Linked DNA regions of Mus musculus: region 1 is linked to region 2. A link is a contact called in public promoter capture Hi-C data. All regions are on one chromosome and are shown on one strand. The core of a region is the stretch at or near the end of the contact, and the rest is flanking DNA. Distances in the headings are between cores, read along the strand shown. Region 1 has its middle 46 kb from the start of Commd7. Region 2 holds the start of Tspyl3 (TSPY-like 3).

What was found. Promoter capture Hi-C pulls out the DNA fragments that hold promoters and counts their contacts.
Region 1: a promoter capture Hi-C map of embryonic stem cells shows a contact between it and region 2, with 3 times the contacts expected there. The contact joins the enhancer-like site here to the promoter of Tspyl3 in region 2. A contact is called at or near these places in 13 of 39 promoter capture datasets (the 3T3-L1 cell line, the HPC-7 cell line, embryonic stem cells and 6 more), 7 of 484 Hi-C or Micro-C datasets (the G1E-ER4 cell line and embryonic stem cells), 6 of 115 datasets of contacts at active chromatin or transcription factors (DN3 thymocytes, craniofacial prominence, embryonic basal ganglia and 3 more) and 3 of 9 other capture datasets (adipose tissue, embryonic stem cells and liver).

The regions. Positions count from the first base shown.
Region 1 is chr2:153,584,036-153,589,198 of GRCm38.p6, reverse strand. No RefSeq gene overlaps it. Among named protein-coding and RNA genes, the nearest start is that of Commd7, 46 kb to the left of the region's middle. Within about 2 kb of position 2,463, at least 54 of the 459 cell types and tissues checked have an H3K27ac peak or open chromatin away from gene starts, as enhancers often do. A contact at or near this core is called in the G1E-ER4 cell line, the HPC-7 cell line, embryonic stem cells and 1 more, where this site is marked.
Region 2 is chr2:153,222,456-153,227,619 of GRCm38.p6, reverse strand. It overlaps Tspyl3 (TSPY-like 3), which reads left to right and starts at 2,179. Exons shown (of 1, transcript NM_198617.2): 1 at 2,179-5,164. The coding sequence starts at 2,304. The coding sequence ends at 3,308.

The DNA of each region.
Region 1 (5,163 bases), core at 1,214-3,713, 360 kb before region 2:
AAGTAAAGTTATAGGTCAAAAGACAGACTTAAAAAATAAAATAAGGGGCTGGTGAGATGGCTCAGCGATTAAGAGCACCGACTGCTCTTCCGAAGGTCTTGAGCTCAAATCCCAGCAACCACATGGTGGCTCACAACCATCCATAACAAGATCTGACGCCCTTTTCTGGAGTGACAAGACAGCTACAGCGTAATCACATATAATAAAATAAAATAAATAAATCTTTAAAAGAAGATAAAATAAAATAAAAGCCAGGCGTGGTGGCACACGCCTTTAATCCCAGCACTTGGGAGGCAGAGGCAGGCGGATTTCTGAGTTCGAGGCCAGCCTGGTCTACAAAGTGAGTTCCAGGACAGTCAGGGCTATACAGAGAAACCCTGTCTCGAAAAACCAAAATAAATAAATAAAATAAAATAAAATAAAATAAAGAAGAGGGCCTGGAAAGATGGTGTGGCAGTTACCAGTGCATATCGTTCTTGCAGAGGAGCTGAGTTCAATTTCTGACACCCACTCTTTCTCCAGCCTTCATTTGAAGGAGATCTTTTTTTTTTTTTTTTCATTTAAAATTGTCACTGTATGTGTGTCTTTTGCCTGCATGTATTTCTCTGCACCATGTGTATTCCTGGTGCGCCTAAGAGGTTAGAAGGGAGTTGGAGCCCTGTAACTGGAGCTATGGGTGGTTGTGAGCTACCATGTGGGTGCTGCATATCAAACCCATGTCTTCTGGAAGAGCAAGTGCCTGATAAGCCATCTCTCCAGCAGCTTGGGAGACCCTTGATTTTTTTTAAAACTATGAATAATGCTGCTGTGAACAGTCATATAAGTGTACATGTGAATGAATGAATGAATGAATGAGTCACATGAGTGTACCTGTGAATGAATGAATGAGCCACATGAGTGCATGTGTGGGTGAATGAGTGAATGGGCCACATGACTGTATATGTGAATGTATGGCTCCTTTCTCTTGATTCTTCTTTCTTTCTTGAAATAGGGTCTTGCCATGTGAACAAACTCTTGATTCTCCTGCCTCAGCCTCTCAAGTGATGGAGTTACAAGCATGGCCTCTCATACTCAGAATGTCCTCCTCTGACAGTTGTACAGTTTGGGCTTCACATTTAGGCCTACAGTTTGTCATCAGTTAATGTTTGTGTAGTGTGAGATAGGGGTCTGCTACCATGTGACAAGTGTCTGCTGCCATATTTGTTGAGAAGGTTGTCCTGTCCTTATTAAGCTGGCTTGCTGCCTTTGTTGAGAGGCTGACCTCAATGTGAAGGTCTATCCTTGGACTCTCAGTGCTGTGTCAGATGTGAAGGTCTAACCTTGGACTCTCAGTGCTGTGTCAGATGTGAAGGTCTATCCTTGGACTCTCAGTGCTGTTTTACTCCTCTCTACCCTTGTCTCTTCTGACTGTGACAGTGATCTGAGAACTTTTGCAATGGGAAGTGTAGTAGCCCCAAAAGTGTTTCTTCTTTCGTTTGTTCTTTTTTTTTCCTATCTTCTCAGATCTTCAAGTTACAAATAATTCTGAGCTGTCATGTGTGTGTTGGGATTTGAACCCCAGTCCTCTGGAAGAGTAATCAGTGCTCCTAACCACTGAGCCATCTCTCCACTCCCAAGTGTTGTTCCTTTTTAAAGATTATCATTCTAAGTCTCTCTAGTCTCTGTGTGAATCTTACCACTAACTTGTTCATCTCTATAAGAGACTAAGGTTCAGGCTGAACAAATCTCAGGATTAATCCATTTGCCTTGCCATACACAGAGCCTGGGAGGCAGAGGCAGGCGGATTTCTGAGTTCGAGGCCAGCCTGGTCTACAGAGTGAGTTCCAGGACAGCCAGGGCTATACAGAAAAACCCTGTCTCGAAAAAAACAAAAAAACAAAAAAAAAAAAAAAAAAAAAGGAAAAAAAATTGGTCCTCAGACTCAAGAATACAGATATTTCATTGATTTTGGTTATTTAAACATTTTAAGCAATGTTTTATAGTTTTCAGGGTATAAAGTCTTACTTCTGTTAATTTTATTTCTAAACATTTTCTACATTTCTCCCCTTTCCTCTCTACCTCCCTCCTTTCCCCCAGGTTGGCCTCTGGATGTGGTTGTCAATGACCTTGACGTTCTGATTCTTCAACTTCCGCCTCCCAAGAGCTGGGATTGCAGGTGCACGCCAGCCATATCCAGTTTTATGCAGTTCTGGGGACTGAACTCAGACACTGGTGCATGCTAAGCAAGCATTCTGGTAACTGCGTACCTCCCAGCCTGTAGAGTGTTTGGAGAGCCCCACGTAAAGTCACTTGGTACAGAGGCGTTCTGGTTCCAGTTTTGAGTCAGTATTGACCCTGCAGCCACTGCCCTTCTAGGCCTGTTTTCTCTTGTCTGGGAAGGGTAGTTCGCTCTTCCAATAATGACCTGCCCCACCCAACCTTAAACAAACAGTGGGTTCTGTGTGCACCACTTCCCCAAACTACCACCAGAGGGTGCTATAGACCAGCATTTGGCTGAGCTCCCGGTAAGGGGCCCCCAGGGACGCTGAGGCAACCCGATGTTTTCCAGGAGCTGCGGGTTTTGCTAGTATAGGCTTCCGTGTAGCGCCACCTGCTTAGGACCTTTGTGCCCGCTCCTCCCTGTAGTGAGGATAGTGGGATAGGGGCGTACTCTTGAGGCTAGATCCCTGCTAGCTTTGATAAGTAGCCTAAGGTCCCAGGGTCAGGGCAGACAGTAGTCCTGAGTTTCTCAGCCACGGGTTTCACGCGTCTGGGTCTCATGATGGCTCAGTATTCCTTCCGTCACAGAGTTACTTAGCAGCAAAAGCTCTCATCCTAGCTGTATGCCTGGCCATGAAGAGGGATAACATAGCCCTTCAAAGACATGAATGGATTTGTGGACCCTGCCGTCCTTGAAACCACAGTATCTGAAATTCCAGATGTCTGTGAGCTTCTTAGAGTGATCAGGCCCGTGTCCCCCAGAACCCACAAAGCAGCTTCCCCCTCCAACAAGGTCAGAAAGTTGCCTTCCTTCTGTTTTGCAGCTGACCTCCAAAACCAGCAGCGCTTCCTACTCAGGCCTTTGCATAGAGACACCAGAGCCTCCCTGTGCCTGCGTTCTTTCATTGGGTGAGGGTCGAGACAGAGTCACTACAGCTCAGACTGGCCTTCAGCTTACTAAGGAGCTAAGGCTGGTCTGAAGCCCCTATCCCCTTGCCTCTGCCGACCAGATGCTGAGATTATAATCGTGTGTCTCTACACTGGATTTTTTTTTTCTTTTCCTTTTTAGTTAAATTTGTTCACTTTTGTGGTGCTAGGGATGAGCCTAGGGCCTTCTACATGTCAAGCCAGCACTCTACCCTGGACCCATAGCTCCAGATGTGTGACTGTTTTTTCTCTGATTCCAGACTGGGGTCCCCTGAGAAGTAATGAGTCCCAAGTTCATCTTGGTCTCCTTTGTGAAGCCTAATGCTGAATTCTGTATCCGGCAGCCCATTCCACAGGAGAGTCCCTTCATGAGCACCCCACTCAGCATCTCTAATCACTCTATTTTGTCTTTAGTTTTTTGAGACAAGGATTCCCTGTGTCAGCCCTGGGTGTCCTGGAATTTGCTCTGTAGACCAAGCTGGTCTCCAGCTCAGAAATCTGCCTGTTTCTGCCTCCGGAGTGTTGGGATTAGAGGCATATGCTGCCACCATCCTGCCAGTCACCTTTTTAATTAAAAAAAAAAAAAAACAAACTAAATTTTATCCTTTGAAATATTTTATTGAATTTTACGTGTATGAGTGGTCTTCCTGCATGTATGCTCATGTCTGGTGTGCTGATCAGAACAGGGCATTGGGTCTCCCTGGAATTCGAGTTAAACAGAACTGTGTGTTAAGAGTTGAACCTTAGCTGGGCGTGGTGGCGCACACCTTCGATCCCAGCACTTGGGAGGCAGAGGCAGGCATATTTCTGAGTTCGAGGTCATCCTGGTCTACAGAGTAAGTTCCAGGACAGCCAGGGCTACACAGAGAAACCCTGTCTCGAAAAACAAAAAACAAAAAACAAAAACAAAAAACAAAAACAAAAAACCCCAAACAAACAAAAACAAAAACTAAAGAACAAAACAAACAAAAAAGAGTTGAACCTTAACTTACTCCAGTAGAACAGCCAGTGCTATTTATTTATTTATTTATTTATTTATTTATTTATTTATTTATTTATTTATTTATTTATTTATTTATTTATATTTAGATGAGTACACTGTAGCTGTCTTCAGTCACACACCCCAGAAGAGGGCATCAGATCCCATTACAGATGGTTGTGAGCCACCATGTGGTTGCTGGGAATTGAACTCAAAACACCTGGAAGAACAGTCAGTGCTCTTAACCAGCTGCGCTATCTCACCTGCCCTTCTCATCACCCTCTCCAGGACACAGGCTGCAGCCTTTTGGATTTGGGGTGGGGGTGGGGGTGCATTGTTCTGGTGCCAGGCCAACCAGATGATCCCGGTGCTGGAAGGTCAGAGTGGCTCATAGCAGTCGGAGCTGACTCTGGACTAGTTTCACCTGAGTTGTCTCCTTTGCTGCGGTCTCAGTGGCTCTTCCAGGTGGGGTACAGGTCAAGGCACAGGGCAGCTGCTTCTCCTGCCAATTAACATAATTGGCAAATGAGCCGGGCTTGGACTCTAACTCAAGTCTCTGGGGAGCCACTGAGCCACACCTCTGCCTGGAACCAACTTGGGGCAGGACTGGGTGCTTTGGAGTCTTTTTTCCCTGCTCTGTGCAAAGGTCAAAGGTCAGAGGTCATTTGTTTAACTTTCCCCAGACATGACTGTATTGTTAAGGCTAGAGTGTTTGGGAACTAACTCTCTGCATGTCTGCCTGCCTGCCTGCCTGTCTGTCTGTCTGTCTGTCTGTCTGTCTGTCTCTCTAATAGAAATAAAGCCCCAAACAAAACAAAACAGAAAAGTAGTTAAGATTCTAGAAGTCGAGCCGGGCATGGTGGTGCACGCCTTTAATCCCAGCATTTGGGAGGCAAAAACAGGAGGATTTCTGAGTTCGAGGCCAGCCTGGTCTACAAAGTGAATTCCAGGACAGCCAGGGCTACACAGAGAAACCCTGTCTCAAAAAAAAAAAAAAGTCTTGGTGGCCTTGTTCCTATTACACTTGAATTCAGCAGTGACACATTAGGAATTGGGGT
Region 2 (5,164 bases), core at 930-3,429:
GTAAGTGGCTTCATTGTGCCAATTCATATTGGGTGTGAGAGTCAGAAAACCCAGATCAAACAGCCTTTAAGCACTGAAGTGTTATGTAACTGAAAATGGCAGAGGTAGTCCAGTCTCCACACTTGGTTTTTGTTTGTTTGGTTTCGAGACAGGGTTTCTCTGTATAGCCCTGGCTGTCCTGAAACTTACTTTGTAGACCAGGCTGGCCTTGAACTCCAGCCTGGTCTACAGAGTGAGTTCCAGGACAGCCAGGACTACACAGAGAAACCCTGTCTCCAAAAAACCAAAAGAAGAAAAAAAGAAATCTGCTTGCCTCTGCCTCCTAAGTGCTGGCACACTTGTTTTGATATAGAGGTTCACATGTACTTGATCTCAGCACTCTTGGTTCTTTGCCCTCTCTTTTCTGGTTGTGACTGTTCTCAGGCCATACAAAGGCTCTCCTTTAGTGTCTAGGGGTGGGTGGTGATTATAGATGACTTCTTCATGCAGTTCTGACAGGAAGAGAGCCCTTTTCAGGCTCCTCAAGCTGTACACGTTTTGATGGCTAGGGCCCAGCTTTACAAATCTGTGCTCAAACTGTGCTTCCAGTCTGATGTAGGCTCACCTAACACTATTGCTAGGCCTGTCTCTTAACAAGTCATCATCTCAGGCCCCACCCTTTGCACTGAGATTTTCCAATCTAGGAGATGGGAGCCAGTGTCAAAGTCAGATGGCTATTTGGGAGTCTAGCCCTAGAGACTGTGGGGCCAGAAAGAATCAGTGTGCAGGTGTTTGGTACCCAAAGGCAGAGGGCTGATCTTTTATTTCACCCTCCCCCTTGATAAATGTCCACTGTCCACCACAGTGGGTCAGAATCCCAGTTAGAGTTTTCTACTTTATACTCTAGATAGTGGATGTCATATGAGAGGTCTAGGGGTTTCAGATGAGGGAGCTGTGGTATCTTTTGATGAGAAAGGCAGGAACATTTAGGCAGAATTATACTTTCCAGGTACTGACCTACACAAGTTTGAGGGCTGAGACTACAGGAATGTTGCCACACTTGGATTGTGGAGTGCAGGGGCAGTTACATCCTAGCTCTGGGGCTATCCCAGACACAGGCCCTGATGAGAGGACCTCTTTTAAAATGAAACAAAACAAGGAGAGTGTCCCTGTCCTAGTTTGCTTAGTTAAAATAGTAACCAAAACCAGCTTGGGAGTGAGAGGGTTTATTTCATCATACAGGTTACAATTTATCATTGGGGACTTGGTTCTGGAAACTGGACAAGGGGATGAGAGTGAAGAAAGGACAGATATGTGCATGAAAAACTAGGATTAGTGTGGCACACCCTCTGCTGAAGCCAAGCCAGCTGCAGCAATTGGAACCTCCGTGCATTTTATTAGGTATGGCATTTTATTAGGTATGGCGTGAGAAGGAAGGGTTAGTGTTGATAGTCTCTCTGGGCAAGCAGTCTCAAGCTGTAAACATCTGGGGGGGAGGGGTACAAGCTGTAATTAATGCTTTCTGTCCACTTACCAGCATTCCCGGGAACACAGAACCAGAGGAAGGCTTTGGCAGTTTGTAAGTCTGAGGCATTGATCCTTATCAGTAATAAACATTTCATCAGGGCTTCCTCTGCTCCTCACAGCCTTCAGCTACCTTTCCTACACAGCCCAGGCCATCGGACAAGGGATGGCACTACCCACAGTGGGGCTGTGCCATCCTATATCAATTAGCAACCATGAAAGCACTCCATAAATGTTCACAGGTCAATACAATGGAGCAACTTTAGATTGTTCCTGGCCTCTCATCTTTCTAGGGCTTTCCCAGCAGCTTCATTGCCTGACAGTTACGTTTATCTTTAGTTCCCAGTTTGAATCTGGTAAGCCCTCTGCCTATGCCAGGATAATACATCCTGACAAGACTGCACGTGTCCTATCTGCCAGCCCTAAAGCTGCAAAGAGCCAGGGAAGGAAAACAACCCTCCCGTGTTGTGCTGGCTTTGATGCAAGGTTACAACCACATCTGCTGAGTTGGGCCTGACTCCTAATGCCTGCTCTTTTCCTAGTCTATACCAGCCCAGCATTTTTTTTTTTCATCACCTGCCCTTCTAACCTGGAACCAGTTCTGTTTGACTCAGGTGGTCTCATCTTCCCTGTCTCCTGCAGTGGAGTGACTCTAGCAAGTCACATCCGGCAGGGGGGTGCAAGGGGCGGAGCTCGCCCCAGAGAGGAGACCCTGCCTGCCGCCTGCATCTCTACTGCCGCGACATACCACAATCCTGCGGGTGCTCTCCTGGCCGCTCCAGCCAGACACTCAGTAGGTGATGGCGTGGGAGGGGATCGGGGTTCTGGAGGCGACCATGTGCCTGCCGCCCATACAAGAGCGGGATGCACACCCGGCCCGGCCCCGTGTCCCCGGAGCTGAGCCGCTTAGGCCCTGCAACCCCGCAGCCAGCCCTGCAACCGCACCGCCTTCCTCAGAAAACACTGGAGAGAACTCTGCCTCCCGCGTTCTGAACCTGGATGGCTGCGAGAAGGGCTCGGGTAATGGGGTGGGGACCAAAGGAAAGACTGAGGAAGTGACGACTGAGGAAGACTCTGTAGCCGCGGAGGAGCCTGCGGAGGTGGGGGAGAAGCTGGAGTGGGTCGCGGAAGCCCAGGAGAGCCTGAGGCCTCTGGACCTCAGGGCTCTTATCGTGGACCCTCTAGAGGCCATCCAGTGGGAGTTAGAGGCCATGAGTGCCCAGGCGGATGGGGCCCACCTGCAGCTGGTGCGCAGGTTTGGGAGGATGCGTCGGTTGCACCTAGCCCGTAGGAGCTTCATCATTCAAAATATTCCAGGCTTTTGGGTCACTGCCTTCCTGAACCACCCACAGCTATCAGCTATGATCAGCCCTAGGGATGAAGACATGCTTGGCTACCTGATGAATTTGGAGGTGAGGGAGCTCAGGCACTCCAGAACAGGTTGCAAGTTCAAGTTCCTGTTTGAGAGCAACCCTTACTTCCGAAATGAGGTGATAGTGAAGGAGTATGAGTGCAGAGCCTCAGGCGGTGTGGTGTCCATTGCTACTCGCATCCTCTGGCACCGAGGCCAGGAACCTCCTGCCTTGGTGCACAGGAACCGGGATGCCGTGCGAAGCTTCTTCAGCTGGTTTTCACAGCATAGCCTCCTAGAAGCTGACAGGGTGGCCCAGATCATTAAAGATGACCTGTGGCCCAACCCTTTGCAATACTACTTGCTGGGGCAAAGGCCCTACAGAGCTAGACGAAGCCTTGCAAGGTGGTCAGCAGAGGCTCGGCCAAGGCCCTATGGGTTCCAGTCTGGCTAAGTCCTGCTCTGATACTTGGTGCTTACATAGGACTCCTGCTCTCTCCCTGCCAACCTGCCTATGTCTAGGCCAGTGCTCTACTGTCTGCCTTCTCCTCTGTGACTTCTGAATCCTTAGCGTGTTTGGTGGACTCGGGGCCAAGGCTGTGATCTTCACGCTGTTCTATGTCATGTACTTCTCATACGCCACTGTACTTATAGCAGGCACCCAATGTTATGGATGTATACTGTCATCATGGCTTTGGCCTGGACCACATGTAAAACATGGCCTTTCACTTACTTGCCACCACGACTGACAAGGCTTCACAAGGACCAGCTCCTGTTGGAGGCCTAGCTCTTCAAAGTTTGACAAGTGCTGACTGTCCCAAACTGAGGTGTGACACCTAAGATGAAGCGGGTGCATTTGGTCCTGATGGGCAACCAGACTTGGATACCCCATGGCTCCAAGACCGCAGACAGAGCAGCTCCTACCGACTGGACTATTGAGGATCTGCAGCCTGGACAGCCAGGTGAAGAGACATGGGCGGGGCCTAAGGCCAGAAGTACACTATTCCTGACCATGCTGCTCTCTTCATCCTATGCGTGCCCCTCCTATAGCCTGGTGTTGGCTTGTGAAGACCCGTGTTGTACCCTACCCATGCCTGGCCATTGGCTTTCTGAGGAGTTCTACCTTGTCTACCATCATCCTTGTTGCCTGCTGTCAGGTCTGGAAGGGTCACCTGTCAATGTCGTGAGCGCTCCTACTACCATAGAGATTATAGTAGGCTGGCATATCTGGGTGTGTGCTCAAGGCAGGAGCAAGGTTGGTAGTCCTTTAAGAAGCCTCATTCCAAGACCTACACAGAACCCAGACCTCTTGTCAGCTTCTCCTACACCTACCTGTTTTTAAGCTGCCAGGTTGTAGGTCCTGGAGAAGGGAGGCTTCTGGCCATGGGGCTTGCTTCCACTGGCAGAGATATCACATGGCTTTTAATGGAACAACGCTGAAACATATCTGAAGATGCTATTTGTTTCCCCAAATAGCTAAGGAGACCGGTTCTTGAATTTGCCTGTCTCCAGTGAGGAAGACTAAACTCTGAACTGCTGGTGTTCTCTGCCCACTTTGCTCTGGTTTCTCTAGCGAGGCTTAGAATATCCAGAGTACCCAGTGTCGGGCTGGGGCAGGGATGGTTAATCACTTCATTTTACACTGTGTTCTTTTAAAGAAACTTTAGTCTCCCCTCCTCCTCTGCCCCTCTACCCCTTGTGGGTTCCTATAGATAAAAGGCTAAACTGCCCTGCCCTCCGAGTTCCCCCCAGGTTGTCATCTCACGAAAGGCCTTGCTCTCTGCTCCCTAGGACATGGGGGCATAAAATAATGGAGATGGAGAACCCTCATCTCCCTTTCTTTTGATTCACCAATATATTTTGTAAATTAGAAGAGAAACATAATATTGCCATGTCTTGACTCTTTTCTGGTCCAGTAATGAGCTTATGTGAGCAGGAAGTTAACGTGGTTTCCATTTTGTGCCTGTTGAGTAAGACCCATGCATCATCAACTTCTCTGCCATTGCTGAAAAACTGAGCACACAGGCCTGCTCAGGTTGAGTTGAGGACATTTGCAAGGTAGCTTTGCACCTTATAACTGCTCTGTACCGCTTGGGCATTTGTGACTGTTTACTGTTGTTATTAAGTTGTAGCCTGGCACTATAATTTTATCTTACAACCAGAGTTTGAATCCTGTGATTTTGCAGGACTTAAGGCTGGACATTGTTACTGTATTCTGTGTGAGTAACCCCTAGAGGTAACCCTGAAATGGATGGTCTTGATGCTTCTGACCTCCTGAGCCCTATTCCAACTGATCTGTTTCCACATGGA